Linked DNA regions of Sus scrofa: region 2 is linked to region 1. A link is a contact called in public Hi-C data. All regions are on one chromosome and are shown on one strand. Each heading gives the region's core, a stretch centred on a gene start, on an enhancer-like site or on the middle of the called end of the contact. The rest is flanking DNA. Distances are from core to core; before and after follow the strand shown. Region 1 overlaps BCR (breakpoint cluster region protein). Region 2 overlaps SUSD2 (sushi domain-containing protein 2).

Region 1 (6,182 bases), core at 2,065-4,564:
TCCCAGCCTCTGGAGGCCCCAGCAACCCTCAGAGGCCCTTGGCTTGGAGTTGCACCCCCATCTTGGCTTTCTCATCACGGGGAGCCCCGTGGCTGTCTGTCTCCTCCTTTTCTGTCTCGTACGAGGACACTTGTCATTGGCTTTAGGGTCCTCCCTGATTCAGGATGATCCCATTTCAAGGTCCTTATCTTACCAACATCCTCAAAGACCCTTGTTACAAACGAGGCCACACTTTGAGCTTCCAGGTGGGCACATCTTTGGGGGGAACACTTCAGCCACAGCAGGGACCACGGAGGAGTCAATACCCCTTTCAAAGGCTTCATGTTGTCCAGACACAGGATACTTTCATGAGAGAATCAGAGGGAATGGGCTGACTTTGGGGTCATGTGGTCTGGCGGGGTGGGAAAGGTGCTTCAGCTCTGAGCATCTTGTGAGCATCGGCTCTGTAACATCTGGGCCTAGCAGTCAGATTTCCTGTCCAGTTAGAAATTGCTTGTTGTGGAGTTTCCAGTGTGGCTCAGTAGAAATGAATCTCACTAGCATTCATGAGGATACAGGTTCGATCGCTGGCCTCCCTCAGTGCGTTAAGGATCTGGCGTTGCTGTGGCTGTGGTGTAGGCCAGCGGCTATAGCTGGGATTCCACCTCTAGTTGGGGAACCTCCATATGCTGCAGGTGTGGCCTTAAAAGGAAAAAAAAAAAAAAGGTGCTCATTGTGGGCTAAGAAATCCTCAGTGCCCCGAGGCCTCCTGCCTGTGTCCCACTTTGGGGTCAGCCTTGCCCAATCGTCAGGCCAAGACCTCAGAGGGAGAGGGGGTCCTGAGACTGAGCAGCTGCAGGGTGGGGAAAGGCTGCTTGGTGGCCTGGGGCACCTCTACAGCAAAGCAAGCAAACACGTGGGCTAAAGCTTGGGGTGACTCTGCATAGGGCACTCCCAGGCGTGGCTGTGGTCAGGTCACCTGGAGGGGAGAAGCCCCTTGGTGAGCGTGACCTGGAAGAGATTTGAGTCCACTGGAGGGGGAGAGGCCACATGGAATGTGATTGTCCAGGATGACAAGTTAGGGGTAGCCCCCTGCCCTCTGTGTGGTCCATCAATCACCCTGGGTTGCTTTAAGACGGTTGTGAACTTGAGCAGCCTGGAGAGGACTCAGGTGTCCACATTCGGGGGTCAAAACAGCCAAAGGCCCTTGCATCGGTAGACTGGGGCTGTTGAAATAGTAAGTTACCCAGAGGCTTAAACAACAGCCTCTGATATCCTCACAGTTCTGGAGGCCGGAGTCTAAGGTCAAGGTGCCATCAGGCTGGCTTCTGCTGAGGCCTCTCTTCCTGTCAGCAGTGGAGGGATCTCTGGCGTCTCTTCCTCTTCTTATGAGGGCACCAGTCGTATGGGATTAGGGCTCCACCCCTATGACCTCATTTAACCTCAATTGCTTCCTTAAAGGGGATCTCTGAGCAGGGTCACATTGGGGGTGAAGGCTTCAACATACGAATTTGGGGAGGGACACAACCATAGGTAACTGCCAAGGAGCAGGGGAGTTTGGAAAACTTCAGGATGGCCAGGAAGGAACACAAGGAGGTGTGGGCAATGCCAGCTGGTGGGAGAGGAATTTGCTGCTCCCTAGTACCCCGATGTGGCATTGCTGGGAGGCAGGTTTAGCCCAAGGTGGCCTGGGGGTGCCAATGGTCAAACAGGGTCCAAGACCAGCCTGGCAGGGTGGACAGGGCTCCTATAGCTGCTGCCCACTGACAGGAGCCCCAGGAGTCTTCTCCTGGCTGTCACCAGTGGGCCCTGCCTGGGAAAGGTGGCTTGGGCATGGTCATCTGATGGAGGACAAAGTCACACATTCCATCTATAGCCCATTTTAAATAACTTCTTTTTTATTTTTAAGGGCCATACCTGCGGCATATGTAAGTTCCCAGGCTAGGGGTTGAATCAGAGTAGCAGCTGCTGGCCTACGCCACAGCTACAGCAGTGCAGGATCTGAGCTGCATCTGTGCCCTACACCACAGTTCAAGGCAACGCTGGATCCTCAACCCACTGAACGGGGCCAGGGATGGAACCTGCATCCTCAGGGATACTAGTAAGGTTTGTTACCACTGAGCCACAACAGGAACTCCTGTTCCAAATAACTTCTAATCAGCTCCCACTCACTTCAGAAGATAGAAGAAACAGCAGCTATTCCCCTCTCCCCACTGCTTCCCTTTCCTTCTGCCCTCATCTGCTTATCCCCCCAAAACCCAGTGGCTGTGGGGAGGCTAGGTTCAAGGGGGCTGGGCAGCCAGAGTGGGAACCAGGTCTGCACACCTCAGCAAGGCAGCTTTTAAGCAGTGATTTTATTTATTTATTTATTTTATTTTATTTTTTTGTCTTTTGTCCTTTTAGGGCCGCATCAGAGGCATATGGAGGTTCCCAGGCTAGGGTCTAATCAGAACTCTTGCCACCGGCCTACGCCACAGCCACAGCAATACCAGCCCCGAGCCACGCCTGCGACCTACACCACAGCTCATGGCAACGCTGGATCCTTAACCCACTGAGCGAAGCCAGGGATCAAACCTGAAACCTCATGGTTCCCAGTTGGATTCGTTTCTACTGCGCCATGATGGAAACTCCAGCGATTATATTTAAAAGAGCAGCTCTAGCATCTGCTTCCCTCTACATCATCTGCTTCTCTCTGCGCGGGTCTGGGTTTCCCATGCTGGCCCCTGAGCCTGGGTCTTGGGTTTGGGAGGCTTACCCACAGTGGTCACTGGAGCTCCTGAGCCCCAGGGGACCCCAGGTATGGGATGGTCACCATCCTGCTGCCCTCTATCCTGGGGGCTGCTCATCTAGCAGCCACTCAGGACCTGAACCCAGGCAGTCCCTAGTCCTAAGGTCCCCTCCTGGGCCAGAATCCCATTTGAACCTGACCATCCCCAGCTGCTGGGCTCAGGTTCCCACAAAGTGGCTGAAAATCCTAAGCAGGGTTTCTGCATGGTTCCCACAGGAGAGGTGTATATGGACTGAGCCCGCAGTGCTCCGACTGAATGGCCAGAGAGGCCCTGAGAAGGCCTGTGATGTCCTTCTCAGTGAATCTTGTCTGGGGACATGCACACGAACAGTCTCTGTCCCCCAGGCAGCTGGTTTCCTTCCCAATCTGGACATGGATGAGGCATGCATCAGGGCCGTTTTCCAGGAAGCTGTTTTCATGGCTGCCTGTTGAGGCCCTGGCTGGCTTTCCACCCTGGAAGATTTGGGGTGACATAGGGCTTTCTCCCCTTGCCCCTGCCTGGGTCTGACAGTTCCCTCCCTCACCCAGGGTAACTCTCAGCCCTGACCCTGCCCCCTGGCCCCTGGCAGCTGCTCTGGGATACCATCTGGGCCTCCTCAAGGGCTGGTGTCTGTCACCCCCTCAATTTTGTTGATCTTTCCAGGGCTATTTGTGACAGCCCATCATCAGTTGCATCATGGAAATTCTTCCTTTTAAGGCAACTGGGGCATTCTTGGAGGGGAGGGGCAGTATACAAGCTCCTCTGAAATTTCTTATCTTTTGGCTGCACCGTGTGACATATGGAGTTCCTGGGCCAGGGATCACATCCCAGTCGCATCTGTGACCCAAACAGAAGCTGCAGCAATGCCTGAGCCTCCAACCCACTGTGCTGGGCAGGGGATTGAAACTGCATCTCAGTGCTCCAGATACTGTTGATCCCATTGCACCACAGGGGGAGCTCCTCTGCTGAGATTTCGACACCAACTCCTGCTCTCCCTTAGTTTGCCCAGGTGTGTGACACTAGGTCTTGGCCAGGTGCCTGCATAGGCACGGCTAGTCTGGCCACAGCTAGTCCATCAGAAAGGGAGTGAGCTTGTGGGGACTGAGACACCAAGATCCCAGTCTCTCTTCTTCAACCAACACCAGATGAGGAGTTCCCTAGTGGCTCAGTGGGTTAAGGATCTGGCATTGTCATGGCTATAGCTTGGGTCACTGCTGTGACTTGGGTTCCATCCCTGGCCCAAGAACCTCTGCATGCCATGGGTGTGGCCAAAAAAAACCCACCAAAAACAAAACACCAGGTGTGTGGTTTGTGTGCCTGTTTGTCTACCTCTCCAGTCAAGGACTAAGAGGCCTCTGAGGTGTAAGACCTTGCTCCCTGGGCCATGTCACTGGCCTGGACTTGACTGGACAGAGCCTCTGCTCTCAAGAAAACAGGGACAGTCAGCTCTTGCCTGAAAAATCAACTCCTAGTAAGAGAGATGCAATGGGGCTTTAAAAAAAAAAAAAGCTTTTCAAATAGGACGGGAAAGGTCGCAATAGAGAGAGCTAACTAGCCTTTTAGGAGCCAAATACTTGGAGAAGGGCCATGGCAGCCCTTTCCTTATGCACATGTCCTGGGGGTGGATGGCTCCATGTTCCCAAGCTTTTCCAATGCCAGCAGGACCCAATGCCAACCCTTACACCTGGGGGAGGGGGGCTGGGTCCTTGGAGCCCGAGCTTGGAGGTTTACCCCCAGGGTGTCTTGTCACACCCTTGATGTGACCTCCTCCAGGTCACCATGGGCCAGTGAAAGGCTGAGTTGAGCTCAGGGCCATGCCCTCTATCCCACTCTCCCCAGGACACTCCACAACATCCGTCCCCTTGGTAAAATGACACCAGTGATTCTCCACAGCTGGCGGGGCTGGAGAGGGAATTACAGTCCAGGCAGTTGACCTTGTGCCACATTCCCCCCAGACACCCTGAGAGCTGACCAGGCAGCTGATGAGGAGACCCTCTTCCTGGGGGGGTCTGACGAAGACCCTGGGAGAAGCTCAGGCTGACAGGGGCCGAATCGGGGTGGCCTCAGCTCCCTCAGTCTGCATCAGGAATGCCTACCTTGCATGCCCATCTCCACCTGGATGTGGCTTCCCTGTAAGCTGAGTGGCCTTTTCAGAGAGCGAGGCCAATGGCAGCTGAAAGTGACCCATGTCCTGTCTGTGGCAACAGAAAGGCTGGACCTGGCAGCATCACCGGAAACCACTGAGGCCAAGGGGCTTGGGCAGGGCCAGGCTGTGTGTGGCTAGAGTCCCCCCTGTCCTCAGCATGGCTGGTGTCCCCTCTGCCATTTGTCCCAAACCAGATAACCCCACGCTCAGCAGAGCAACCGCTGGACCCCGGCCTGGACTGTCGGCTCCACCTGTTCCTTCTTTCAGCTCTTGATGCCACCCCCAGCCCCGTCCCAGCAGTTCCGGGACCCTCAAAGGTTCCGATCATGGGGGTTCCTTCCCCTGCAGCCATCACCACTGACGCAAGTCATCTCAGGGAACTTTAATGAAAGTGTCAGCAGTCCTTTTCCCCACAGTGGTACAGAGACGGCCGAGTTCAACTTGGACTTGCAGCTGCCAAGAGACCACCACCCACCAGCGTGGGGTCCGGCTGCCCCCTGAGCTTGCTGCTCCAGACCCAGGGCCCCGGGGCGGCGAGGTGTCTCTTCTCGTCGCAGAGTCCGGCAGCCGAGCCTCAAAGAAGGTCACATGTGGGCCCTAGGCTGTCACCTGCCCATTGGCTTTGCCAACCCTCAGGCCTGAGTGTCAGGGGGAGGACGGGGCACGTGAGGACCCAAAGTGACTGCCGCCACTGTGGCCCAGCAAAGGAGCGCTTTGACATTCCACCATTAAACAGCACACATCCTACATAAATAAAAAGCAGAAAGGGGAAGGAGGTGGGGGAGGGAATGAAAGTTGGCACAGACACTGAGAGATTGCTTTCCAGTTTCAGTGCGACAGACGCAAATCATGGGACTCCAGGGAAACAGAAACAAGGGCTGGGTCTGGCTTTTCTAAGCGAAGGGTGCTCCCCTTGCAGGGCTGGACGGGAACATGGAAGCCAGGCCAGAAGAGGCCGGGATCTGGTGGCCTGGGAAACCCACTGAGTCCGGAAATGTGCAGAGGACAGAGGACCCTGCTCCCTGCCCTCCTCCCCCAGAAGGGCAGTGCTGCCTCAAAATGGTGGGTCTTGCGAGTAAAAAGTACAACTAAATAAATACAGTATGCAGACTTAAGACCTTCAAGTGACTTCTTTTTTGGTCCCCTGCCTTGGCAGGTCTACAGGCCAAGGGGAGAGTGGGGGCACGTGGCCCCCGTGTGCTGTGAGGTTGGGCAGGAGCTGCCCACTGCCTCACTGGGTGCCAGGGACATGGGAGGGGTCATGGGACAGTGCCTCCTGCTACCGGGTG
Region 2 (6,447 bases), core at 1,503-4,002, 350 kb before region 1:
GAGGGCGTGAGGGTTCACAGGCAACCCCAAGGTATGGCCTTGGTCTGGGGGCTCTCTTTGGGCCTGGGCACCTCATGTCCACCGACTAGGGTGGTGGCGTGTCACAGCAGGCTGGGCCCTGGGGATGCCCTCCCCATACTGGAAGCCATGGGTGCCGGCCCATGCATCCTGGGGCCATGAGGTCACAGCACATTGCCTGCAGGGGCAACCCTGACCCCAGCTCCACCTGTGCCAGGCATGTTCCTCTCAGTCGCTGCTGGGGACAAGGTATCAGTCATGCTGTCATCGGGGGCCGGCCTGGAGGTCAGCCTCAAGGGTCCGTTCCTGAGTGTGGCGGTCCTGCTGCCTGAGAAGTTCCTGACCCACACGCGAGGCCTCCTCGGGACCCTCAATAACGACCCCGCAGATGACTTCACCCTGCGCAATGGCCAGGTCCTACTCCCTAGTGCCAGCTCCCGAGAATTGTTCCGGTTTGGGGCTGACTGTGAGTGAGGCACAGGCTGGAGAGGCGGGGCATGGTGCCAGCAGGCTCCATGGAGGGGAGAGGGGACCCCAGACCTTCGCCATCAGCCAGGCCTGCCACTGTCTCCCCAGGGGCTGTGGAGAACGCCACCTCCCTGCTCACCTATGACTCCAAGGTCCTGGTGGAAAACTTCCTGCTCCAGCCCAAGCATGACCCCTCTTTCCTGCCCCTCTTCCCCGAGGATACCACCTCCAGCTCCAGCCAGCCGACTGAGGTGGCTGAATTGTGCGGGGACAACAACTTCTGCAACTTCGATGTGGCGGCCACCGGGAGCCTGAGCATGGGCAATGCCTCACGGGTGGCCCACATGCAGCATCTGTTTCGTGTGCAGAGCCTGCAGCCGGGTGAGGGGGGTAGAGGGCTGGGGAGATGGGGAGATGGGGGAGGGGGGCACCTGGCACTGGGACTCAGTCTCTTAGGCTGGTGGCAGCAGCCAGCAGCCAGCATCTCAGGCCTGTGGTCTATGTCCCGCCTCCACCCCAGTGGTGTCCTGCGGCTGGCTGGCCCCACCCTCCTACGGGCACAAGGAGGGCGTGAGCTACCTGGCGGGCTCCACCATCCACTTCCACTGTGACAGAGGCTATAGCCTGGCTGGAGCGGAGGCCAGCACCTGCCAGGCTGATGGCACCTGGTCCTGGCCCACCCCCACCTGCCAGCCAGGTAAGGATGCCCCGCCCACCAGCATCGCCCCACCCCACTGACTGCCCTGCCCGGCAGCCTTCACTGCCTGCTCTTCACCAGGACGGAGCTACACAGTGCTGCTGAGCATCATCTTTGGAGGCCTGGCAGTGGTAGCTCTGGTCGCACTCATCTACGTGCTTCTACGCCGCAGGAAGAGCAGCAGGTGAGACCCCTCCCAGACCCCAGTCTGCTGATCCGGGTTCTGGGGCCCTGGGGCGTGGGTGGGAGCACCATGCCTGCTCTAGACCCAGTCTCTGTTGCAGGGCCATCTGGGGTTCGCAACCCTGAGGGCAGCACACTTGGCCTGCAGCCTGAGACAGTCGGGGCCAAGGACCAGCCTCCCAAACTCCCAAGAACGCGCAACCCAGTATTTCATCTCTAGATCCCCAGTGCTCACACCTGGGCCCCACATACCTGGGACCTGAGCCTTTAATGCCATCCCGTGGAGCCAAGTCCTGGTGCTCCCCTAGGTCACCAAAGACCCTGGACCCCAAGCTCAAACTGTGGAGTTCCTGAGCCCCGTTCCCCGCATACCCATGACTCTAATTCCTCAGACCTTAGACTCCTTACCCTTGAATTCTGAGGCCTATCTCTCGAGCCTTAATACTTAGCACCTGATATTCAAAGACCAGTAAGTACGGCAGATCCCAAGCCCAGGACCCTGATCCCAATTGTACTGAGTTCTGGGGCCCCAGCAGGGAGCCCCAGGGCCGAACTGCCTTGATTCACAGACCCTGAGTCTGGCCTGAGGTTCTAGGTGGGTCCAGCCTTGGCGGTGGAGATTCACCCTCTAAGCTCCAGGCTTGTGCCTCTTAAGTCTTCTGGAACATCTCCTGAAACATCTCCTGAAACACCCCTTCTTGCCTGTAGGGGGAGCAAACAAGCATTTTGTGCCCCTTCCCTGCTGTTGATGCTCATGCTGTGCTCAGAGCAACCTGGTTCTTAGGCCTTCATCCATTGCCAGGTCACCTGGGACAGGTCTCTCCATCTGGAAAGTGGAATCTAGAACCATGACCACATAGTGTGGGGTAGAGGATTCGCCATGGGGTGGAGGATTCTCCATGGAGGATTCTCCACGCTGGGCTGGAGAAGGGACAGGGCTGGTCAGCCCACCCTCCAGTGTGGGTGCTTGCCCCTCACCCCGCAGCAAGCTGGCAACCTGGCCCTGGGCGCCTCCCTGCCCTGCCCCGGCATGGCCCCAGAGGCAGTCTGGTAATGTTGTGCCCAGCTGGTCTAGGTCTCCAGGTCCTCTGCTCAGGTGTGTCCAGAGGTTCGTCCAGGCCTCTGCTATTGCTGCCTGCTTTGTGGTGAAAGTGGTGAATGGGGGCAGTGGGAGGGTAGGATGGGGTCAGATTGGCATCATAGGTCTCAGATGGAGAAAGCTCTGGGAAGTGCAGGGTTGGAGGTTGATGCCCCCTGGCCAGGGCAGGGCTCAGCCGGAGTGGAGTGAGGTGAAGGGGTTGCCCAGGAGATCTAGAACTCTGGGTTGGGAGGCTGTGGTGGAGCTCACTCCCCGTATCCTGCAGTGCCCAGAATGGCCACGTGGGGGAAGCAGAGGGTAAGAACAGTGCCGATGGAGGCTACAGGGACCCAGGCCCTGACGGAGGGCAGTGCCGCTGGGCCAGCAGGCTTGTGGTCACAGCTTGGCCAAAGCTCGTGCTGGCCCACCTTTTCATCTCCCCTCATCTGGGGGGCCTCGAGTCATCCATCAGTCGCAGAGAGGTTGTTCAGTTTACCCAAGGTGTCCAACAGGCAGTGACCACTTAAATCAGAGTCTGGGCCTCCTTCCCTCCACAGCCCCACCTTTGGCAGAGGGTCCTGGCCAGAGGTGGGGGCTGGGTGGCAGCGGCAGATCCCGTCTGGAGGGACTCCTGGAGTCTGCATGATGGGGCACATTTGAAAGAACAGAGCTAGGACTGGGGTTGGGGGAGTCCTGGGGGCAGAGCTTCTGGATGAGGGGGATAGGCTCAGTGCTTCCTGTCTTTCCAGACCCCACCCCCTGCCTCCCCACCTCTGGGCTCCCAGCTCAGAACAGGAGGGCTGAGGGCCGGCCCCTTGGCCTCTGGGCAGGTACTTTCCTCTCTGCAGATGAGGTAAGGCCAGGCTGACCTGCCCCCGAGCCTGAGTCCCCAGCACCTCCCTTGTGCCACCCGGCAAGGCACTTGCCAGTGGGTCAGGGGTCAGTTTCCCAGTTAGGGAGGCCAGAACATAAGGGAAGAGCACACAAGGGCCCAGGACGGCAGGGGCAGCTTCACAGCTGCCAGTCTGGCCTCCAAGAATGGGTCGAATTCTCAATGTCAGAGGGCTTTCCAGGTAGAGGAACAGCCTGAGCAAAGGCTCGGAGGAGGGGAAGTGCAATCACGTCTGAGGATCAGAGGTGCCTCCCCTGCCAGGTTTCATTCTCAGGGTAAAGCATGGCCTCCCTCAGGCTCCCCACCCAACCCTTGTCCCACAGGACGGGCCCTGGAACTGCCCCTCTCCCCAGACTGAAAAGGGATCCATTGTGGCTCTGGCCTCAGACATCACGCGTTACCAGTGCTGGGCCAGCCAGGCCGGGAAGTCCCAGCACCTGGCAGGGTTTTCCCAGGGACTTCTAGGGAGTCTAGGGTGCAGCTGTGCCTGTGTGAGCACACGCACAGTCCCAGAGCCAGGCATGGACTCCCTAGAGACACCAAGTTTGGGACCCTGGCCTCAGGTGGTCTTCCCAAACCTCAGCCCCAGGAAATGTTGGCACCAAAACCCAGTGACCAGTCCTTGGTACCATCAGGGTTTGAGACACAGTAATCCAGGTGATGAGTGAGCTGGCATGTCAAATAGGAGCCAGTGAGGCAGCACAGGATCCCTGCAGCACCTGGGCGAGGGACAAAGGGAGGAGGCTGCCACGGAGCCAGGCCAGGTCCCCGGGAAAGAGAACCATGCAGGCATCTAGACCCAGGCAGCAGCCCTGCCACGGGCTCCATGGCGGAAGCACCCACTTCCCCTGCAGCATCCCACTTGGGCTTCCTGTTGCCTGAACAGTGGCTGTCCACCGATGTGGGGGAGAGGGACCAAGGTGGGGAGCAAGGGCCCCTCCCCTGTCAGGCTGCCTCCTCTCACAAGTCCCAGGTGACCTACGGGCTGCCCTGGGCCAGGCCTCTGCTGGGAGACCCCAGTCCCCGTGCCGGTGGTCCATACAGCTCAGGAGGAGGGGGTGGGCACTGCAGTGCAGTACATCGTGGGAGCAGGAGGTCAGTGAGCAAGGGCTTCCTGGAGGAGTCTGGCTTCAGCTGAATTTAAAAGGACAAAAGCCCTTAGGGAAGTGGGGTTGAGTAGGTGCCTGCCAGCAACCCAGCAGCCACACTGCCCTGGCGCCTTGTCTGAAAGCACTGTGCTACCTTCCCAGCAGCCCTTGCAGTTGGCACAGTCATGTGACTGGTTTCTGGCAAAAGAGGTTGGGGCATTTCCAGGGCTGGCCCTTAACACGTCCACAGGCACCCCCTCCAAGCCCTTCCCTCTGCTCCTGCTGATGCGTGGGTGACTTTGGAGGTGTGCCAGCCTGGATCCCCAGCATGTCCAAGGATCCTCTGATGCCACCTGTTCACCCATCCGGTGTGGCTTCGGGAACAAGAAATAAACGTCCCTTGTGAGGAAGACATTGTATGTTTGGGGGTTATTTGTTGCAGTGGTGGTCCTTCTAACCATATGCCAGAGGCAGAAAGGCAAAAAGATGGCCTTGCGTTTTTCATTAGTGTTGAAGATAAATTCTCTGCGCTCAAGGTTTAAACAAATCCAGATGGATTCTTCAGTGTTTGTAGAGTGTGATTCATGATAGCCAAAATGTGGAAGCAACGTAAGAGTCCATCAGCAAATGAATGGATAAACAAACACAGTCTGTCTGTACAATGGGATATTATTGGGTCATAAAAGGGAAGAGAATTCTGACACAGGCCACAACATGGATGAACCTTGAGGACGGATACTCTGTGAAATAAGCCAGACACGAAAGGATAAATACGGGATGACTCTACTTACATAAGGTCCCCAGAGAAATTCATGGACACAGTAGAATAGAGGTTGTCAGGGGCTGGGAAGGACAAGTGGGGTGCTGTCTTTAATGGGGACAGTTTCCCTTTGGGAAGACAAAAAAGTCAAGATGATGGTGGCAATGGCTGCACAACAGTGTGGATGTGCTTAATGCTACTGAGCTGGATACTTGAAAATTGTTAAGATGGGAAGTTCCCCAGTGTCTTAGGGGTGAAGGATCTGGTGTCACTGCTGTGGCTTGGGTTCCATTCCTGCCCCTGCAACTTCCACATGAGTGGCCAAAAAAAAAAAAAAAATTTAAGACAGTAAATTGTATGTTATTTGACTTTCATTACAATTAAAAATTTAAGGAGTTCCCATTGTGGCTCAGTGGGTTAAGAACCTGACCAGTATCCATGAGGATGCAGCTTCAATCCCTGGCCTTGCTCAGTGGGTTAAGGATCCAGAGTTGCTATAAGCTACAGTGTAAGTTGTGGATGTGACTCGGATGTTTCATTGCTGTGGCTGTGGTGTAGGCCGGCAGCTGCAGCTCTGATTCACCTGCTAGCCCGGAACTTCCATATGCTGCAGGTGCAGGCCTAAAAAGAAAAAAACATTTTAAACTCAGAACTTCTTAGGAGTTCCCGTTGTGGCTCAGCGTTTAGCAAACACAACTGGCATCCATGGGGACTTGGGTTCAATCCCCGGCCGTGCTCAGTGGGTTGAGGATCTGGCTTTGCCATGAGCTGTGGTGTAGGTCGAAGACACAGCTTGGATCCGCATTGCTGTGGCTGTGGTGTAGGCCGGCGGCTATAGCTCTGATTTGACCCCTAGCCTGGGACCCTCCATATGCCATGGGTGTGGCCCCGAAAAGACAAAAGACAAAATAAATAAAAACAGAACTTCTTAGTCAGTCCCCAGCTGGTGGACATTGAGCTGCGCTCAGCCTTGTGCTTTGTGAGTTGAATTCACCTGGAGGGTAATTCACACAGGATGGTTGGAGGGTTAAAGAGCACATGCGCTTTCCTTCTAGCGTTGTATCTACTGACACTCAGACAAGCCTGGAGCTTGCCTGGTCCTCTACATCCCCATCAGCCTAAGGAGCCTTCAGATGTGTTCATTTTGGCCAGATACTGAGTCACTGTGAATGGGCAGCCTCTTGAGCTCATGCTCCCTGTGGCCTGTCTGCTGACTTAGCTCATCAGAACCAGCAGAGGCGAGGCCTGCGATGGCTGCCCCCT

The links. A called contact is a pair of places that touch in the nucleus more often than the background predicts.
Region 2: a Hi-C map of retroperitoneal adipose tissue shows a contact between it and region 1, with 1.8 times the contacts expected there. The contact joins two enhancer-like sites. A contact is called at or near these places in 3 of 5 promoter capture datasets (fetal liver, fetal skeletal muscle and liver), 9 of 47 Hi-C or Micro-C datasets (alveolar macrophages, blood, embryonic fibroblasts and 6 more) and 2 of 2 datasets of contacts at active chromatin or transcription factors (alveolar macrophages and skeletal muscle).

What each region holds. Positions count from the first base shown.
Region 1 is chr14:49,321,188-49,327,369 of Sscrofa11.1, reverse strand. BCR (breakpoint cluster region protein) reads right to left here. Exons shown (of 23, transcript XM_021074056.1): 23 at 5,261-6,182. Among named protein-coding and RNA genes, the nearest start is that of SPECC1L, 8.7 kb to the left of the region's middle. Within about 2 kb of position 3,314, at least 14 of the 83 cell types and tissues checked have an H3K27ac peak or open chromatin away from gene starts, as enhancers often do. A contact at or near this core is called in omental adipose tissue and retroperitoneal adipose tissue, where this site is marked.
Region 2 is chr14:49,672,521-49,678,967 of Sscrofa11.1, reverse strand. It overlaps SUSD2 (sushi domain-containing protein 2), which reads left to right. Exons shown (of 16, transcript XM_013983126.2): 11 at 236-484; 12 at 595-867; 13 at 1,007-1,183; 14 at 1,265-1,367. Among named protein-coding and RNA genes, the nearest start is that of SUSD2, 8.0 kb to the left of the region's middle. Within about 2 kb of position 2,752, at least 14 of the 83 cell types and tissues checked have an H3K27ac peak or open chromatin away from gene starts, as enhancers often do. A contact at or near this core is called in omental adipose tissue and retroperitoneal adipose tissue, where this site is marked.